Regions from separate parts of the Mus musculus genome. Here region 2 is linked to region 1. Evidence: chromatin contacts called from public HiChIP or PLAC-seq data. All regions are on one chromosome and are shown on one strand. The core of a region is the stretch at or near the end of the contact, and the rest is flanking DNA. Distances in the headings are between cores, read along the strand shown. Region 1 overlaps Sptb (spectrin beta, erythrocytic). Region 2 holds the start of Churc1 (churchill domain containing 1).

Region 1 (2,744 bases), core at 159-2,658:
TGTGTGTATACAGGCATGCTCCCCTGTGTGGAGGCCACAGGAGGATGTCAGGGGTTTTGCTCTGCCAGTCCCCATCTTACTTTTCGAGACAGTCTCTCACTAGACCTGAAGCATGCGGTTTTGGTGAGGCCAGCTGGCTGGCAGTGCCAGCTGCCTGTCTCTACCCCACTCCACCCCCATGCTGGGAATACAATCGCAGGTAGCCATGGCTGGTTTTTATGTGAGTGTTAGAGGTCTGAATTCTGGTCCTCTTACTCACAGAGTGAGCTCTGTCCGTTATCCACTCACCTCTGCAAATGCGTTTCCTGCTTATGATGCCAACCACTCACAGTGGGTTCATCAGGTTCTAACCCTGCCACAAGTCAGAGACATTCTTTATACAGTTTCCCCAGAGTTTTAGAAATGTTGGAAATACCTAAAAAGCTCACATTATTAACTTCAAGAATGCTTCAGGACAGTCCCTAGCTTCTCTAGAAGAAGTATGAAAATGCCCAGGGCCACATTCAAAGTGCCCTAGGGCCTGAAAGCAAAACAAAAACAAAAGAGGTCTGGTGAAAAGAGAAAGGAAGCAAGGGGAGAGAGGGGCAGACTCCAGGAGGGACTTCCCCCGGCAATACACAGTGACATCCACCTTCAGGCACAATGCTGCTATGAAACTGGGAAACATACGGAGGTCTGACAAACGTGCTGGAGTCTCCCGTTAGTCTGCAACATCCAATAAACCTCTTTAGAAGAGTTGCCTGTCAGCCAGGGCAGACCACTGGGGACACCTCCCTCCGGGCCAAGCTTACCCATTGCTCACCGGTTGAAAACAGCACACTTGTAAACTGAATGCTTGTGTGGTGGCTTGAATGAGAACCCCCCCCCCAACACACACACATACTCCCCCACCCCCCACCCCCAGCTCAGGTATCTGAACACTTGGTTCCCAGTTGGTGGCACCGTCTGGGAGGAGTTATGGAACCTCTCAGAGGCGGACAGAGCCTTGTTTGAGGAAGTACATCACTTTGGACAGACTTCCCGTTCACTCTTTCTGCTTTGTGCTCAGGGTTTAGAATATGAGCTCCCAGTTTCCCGTTCCTGCTGCTGTGCCTTCTGCTTCCCACTAGACCCAAATCAGCACTTCCTTTTCTAAATTGCCTTGGTCATGGTGTTCTGTCACCACAGTAGAAAAGTAACGGATACAGAGGTTGGTAGCAGAGATTGGCTGCTGCTCTGAAGAACCTAACCATGTTGGGGTTTTTTTGTTTGATGGAACATGAAAAGACTTTGGAATTTAGGACTAGAAAAGCAGTTGGATGTTGTTAGAGTCTAACAAGCCATTTTAGTAGGAGCCTGGAAGACAGCAGAGCTGAGAGCCACCCGGACTACAGAGGTCCAGCCCAAGAGGTTTCAGAGGAAAGCAAGGGCAGCAACCGCATCGGGCTTACAGACCGTTCCTGTATTATTTTGGCAAATGCCCAAGCCGTAAGAACTTCCCTGAGGCTAAATTTAAAAGTAATGACCTAATTTCTTCGATGAAGGAAACGCCAAGACTAGATGTCTGCTCAGCCTGTGGCCTAGGCATTACTGATAGTCCTAGGCAGGTCTGCAACGAAAGAGAGCAAGTGGGGCAGAAAGAAATACAAAATGTATGGTTTAGAGGGAAAGGAGCACCAGTAGGCTTAATGTTCTAAACAGGGCAGCGCTGGAAGGGGTTGCTAAGGAGACTGGCGCCATAAAGAGAGGCTTTGCTGCACTGGAGTAGGAAAAAGGCAGCCTCAGGGCAAGACCCCACCCAGCTGAATTCCCAACTGGTGAAGAGAGCTGAAAGAAATGTGTGTGTGTGTGTGTGTGTGTGTGTGTGTTGTTTGTTTGCTTGTTTTGGCTCCTAGAAAGCCACTGCTAAACTGGGCGCTGGTTGTGCTTGCCTTTAATCCCAGCACTCAGAAGGCAGAGGCAGGCAGATCTCTGAGTTCAAGGCCAGCCTGGTTTCTACAGAGTGTGTTACACAACAGTCAGGGCTACACACAAAGAAAATCTGTGTCAAAAAACCACACACACACACACACACGCACGCACGCACGCACGCACGCACGCACGCACGCTTAAACAGCAGGCATCAGCCCATTCCAACTGGTAGCCTAACTTGGCAGTGCCATCATGTGGCACTGACTTTAGAGACACAAAGAAGGCAAGAAGGAAAGATTCGTGGATTCTCCCTCCACTGTATCAAAGAGCGGCTGACACCAGGCCCCTATGACAGGGGAAGCCCTACATGGCCGCCCTGAGAAGACAAGCTTAAGAGGTCATTACATGAAGCTGTGAAAACGAAGCCTGGGTTGCAGTGGAAACCCCAAGATGGTGGAGATGCCAAGAGCTACACACAGGAAGTGGAACCAGCCTAAGGGAGAGAAGCACGCTGCAGAGCAGGGCTGGAGGGATGGCGCCTAAAGCCCCTAAGCTCTCTGAGACTGGACATCGAGCTATAGGATTTGGAGTTCGCCCTGCTGGGTTTCGCTTTGATCCAGCATTTCTTCACTGTGCCCTTTTGGGATAGAGATGTATATTCTGTGCCATTACATGTTGGAATTATAGAATTTGATTTTTGTTTTGTCAGGGGTTACGCTTAAGAGTTTGCCTTGAGTCTCAGAAGAGACTGTGAACTTTAAAACAGCACTGAAACTCAGGGGCGATGGGGGCTTTTGAAGTGGGACCGAATGCATTTCATACTAGGATAAGGCACGAGTCTCTGGGGTCATGGA
Region 2 (2,744 bases), core at 184-2,683, 150 kb after region 1:
TTTTTTATATAGAGAGATTTTTCATTTTACTTTTATCTGTTGACAGACAACTAGGTTGATCTTAATTCTTGGTAGAGTAAATAAATCAGGAATAAACACAGGGGTGTAAATATTCCTATGTGTTCTGGGTAAATGCCCAGGAATAGAATAACAGGTTCATATGGTGATTCTAGTTTTAACTTTTTGAGTAGTCACCAAACTGATTCTACAATGTCTGTATTTTAATTTGCACTCCCACCAACAGTGACTAACAGTTCCTTTCTCTCCACATCCTTCCCAGCATTTGTCATCAGATTTATTGATGAGAGCCATTCCGACAGGGGTGAGAGGGTATCTAAAAAATAATTTTAATTTGCACTTCCCTGATGTTTGAGGACAATGAACACTTATTGGCCATGTTTTGTTTTTTTTTTTAATTTTGAAAAGTGTCTATTCAATTCATTTGCCCATTTATTGACTGGCAGTTTTGTTTCCTTGGTATTTAGTTTCTGCAATTCTTATAAATTCTGGATATTTGCCTCTTGTTTGAAATATGGCTGGTAAAGATGTTTCCCATGCTGAGGACTGTTTTTTTCTGCTAATTGTGTCCTTTGCTGAATAGAAACTTTTCGTGTAGTCCGTTGATACTAAGGGTTAGTTTCTGTTAGTGTTAGTGTTCCTGTGCTAATTAAAAAGTTCTTGTCCAAAGCAGTGTCTTTTTTAAAAAATTTACTTTTATTTTATGCACATTGCCTGCATGTGTGTTTGTGTTAGGGTGTCAGATCTTGGAGTTACAGACAGTTGTGAGCTGCCATGTGAGTTCTGGGAAGTGAAATTGGGTCCTCTGGAAGAGCATTCAGTGTTCCTAATGGCTAAGCCATCTCTCCAGCCCCTCCAACCCAATATCTTGACAACTATCCCCTATGTTTTCTTCTGGAAGTTTCAGTGTTTCCTGTTTTAGATAATGGGTTTTGATCCATTTTTGAATTGATTTTTGTACAAGGCGTATGATAAGAATCTAATTTAAATAATTTAGTAGGTTCTCGACAGCGCTCTAAGCTTCTCTTCCCAAACACCAGCTTACTCCTTCTCTGAAGTCTGATCTCTTATCTGTTATTATAGCACAAAATGGTATTTAAACTGTCATTTCAGGTTTTTTGAGTCTGGTAAAAATGGAGGCAAGAAGAAACAATTCCCCTTTTTGCTGTACTTCTGTAATTCTTTTTTAATCAGAATTCAAGAAGGCGCCTATTAGAAGTTCTTTCAGGCTCAAAGCCTCTTCCTCTTTTCGACACTTCTTTGAGTCCTCAGATCTTTTCAATACCTGAAGATTTTTGAGTCCAGTCCTCGGTGCACCCTCCTTACCCGGAGACCGCCTAACAACCGTTGCTATGGGCGGAGACTTTTAGCCAGCTGTGGAGTCCTTAGATCGTGTGCGACAAAATCGATATCTCAACTCTCGCGAGGTTTCGCCTTCCGGGTGTCGCTGGGGTCGTTCTCCGAAAACTGCGTGACGATGTGTGGGGACTGTGTGGAGAAGGAGTACCCCAATCGGGTGAGCAAGTGGGCGCGAAGAGCCTCTCGCAGGCTCGGTGTTCGACCGATATTCCTAGACAGGCCAGGGGCCCACTCTGCAGTCCTGTCACCCCAGTGACCCTGAGTACCGGCCGCAGGTTCCCTCTGGTGGCTGACGTCAGCGGTCCTTCCGGTTCTGTTGCTGGGGACAACGGGGAACCCTCAAAATTACCTACCCACCCAAATTGACAGCAGCCTCTGAGGCCCTGACGCGATCCCGGCTTCATCCTCCAGCTCGACTTGATGGAATTCTTTTTACCTCATTCTGTCGCTGAATGAACGTATGAGGTCATTTTAAAATCCACCTTTTTTGAGACAGGTTTTGTGTAGCCCAGGCTGGTTTCGAACTCTCTATGTACCCGAGGAGGATTTTGTTTGACTTTGATCCTCCTTCCACATACCTCTTGAACGCTGGCATTACAAGCGCGCGCCACTGGGCTCAATTTAGAAAATGTTAGGGATGGAAGTGAGAGCTTGGTGCGGAGGCAAGCTTGCCACCGACTGAGCTACACTTCCAGCCTCTGGTTCTAACCCACGTTTGAAGATGGCAGAACTGGTCCCCAGAGAGGACCTATCACCTGCCCAAGTATGAGAGCCGAGACTAGATTGTGATCTCCCTCTCCGCCTCGTCCCGTTCTCTTTTCCTTGCGCCTTCCCTTTCCCCTTCCCTTCTTAGCACTGAGGCCTGACCCCAGCATGTGTCCCTACCAGGCAAGCACTCTGCCAACAGAACTATACCCCCTGCTCTTATTTTAAGCCTTTGCGCCTCTCGGGCTTAGGAGGTTTTGAGGCTTGGCTCTTACTGTTCTTTCAGGGAATCACTACTGCACGTTGATGTGTGTAGAGAGTGCTTGGCTGCTCTGTGAAGGAGTGACTGCCAAGGCTCTGGGGCTGCTTCTGGGCTTGCAATTTGGGGGCATAGGATTGACAGGCTGCTGTTTAAACGTAGTGAAAAGGAAGATTGAGCAGGAATGGGGCTGCGGTGTTCTCCTTCCACATAAGGTGGGTTTGGACGATGATTTAGAGGAGGAAGGATCTGCAGGACAATAGCAAGATGAAGGACCCTTGAGTTGGCTGGGAGGGAAAACATCCTCATAGTTCTTTCTCTTAATAGTTTGTGAGTGATGGGCACACACCTCTAATCCCAGCACTGGGGAGACAGAGGCAAGCAGATCTCCAAGTTCAAGGCC

What was found. HiChIP or PLAC-seq counts read pairs in DNA pulled down with a chosen protein or histone mark.
Region 2: a contact with region 1 is called in an H3K4me3 HiChIP or PLAC-seq map of bone marrow-derived macrophages, with 2.5 times the contacts expected there. The contact joins the promoter of Churc1 here to the enhancer-like site in region 1. A contact is called at or near these places in 1 of 39 promoter capture datasets (embryonic stem cells), 1 of 484 Hi-C or Micro-C datasets (nephron progenitors), 13 of 115 datasets of contacts at active chromatin or transcription factors (bone marrow-derived macrophages, embryonic limb bud, embryonic stem cells and 3 more) and 3 of 9 other capture datasets (adipose tissue, liver and pancreatic islet).

The regions. Positions count from the first base shown.
Region 1 is chr12:76,613,988-76,616,731 of GRCm38.p6, forward strand. All of the region lies in intron 15 of Sptb (spectrin beta, erythrocytic), which reads right to left. Among named protein-coding and RNA genes, the nearest start is that of AI463170, 67 kb to the left of the region's middle. Within about 2 kb of position 1,409, at least 57 of the 459 cell types and tissues checked have an H3K27ac peak or open chromatin away from gene starts, as enhancers often do. A contact at or near this core is called in adipose tissue and bone marrow-derived macrophages, where this site is marked.
Region 2 is chr12:76,764,105-76,766,848 of GRCm38.p6, forward strand. It overlaps Churc1 (churchill domain containing 1), which reads left to right and starts at 1,434. Exons shown (of 4, transcript NM_206534.2): 1 at 1,434-1,534. The coding sequence starts at 1,496.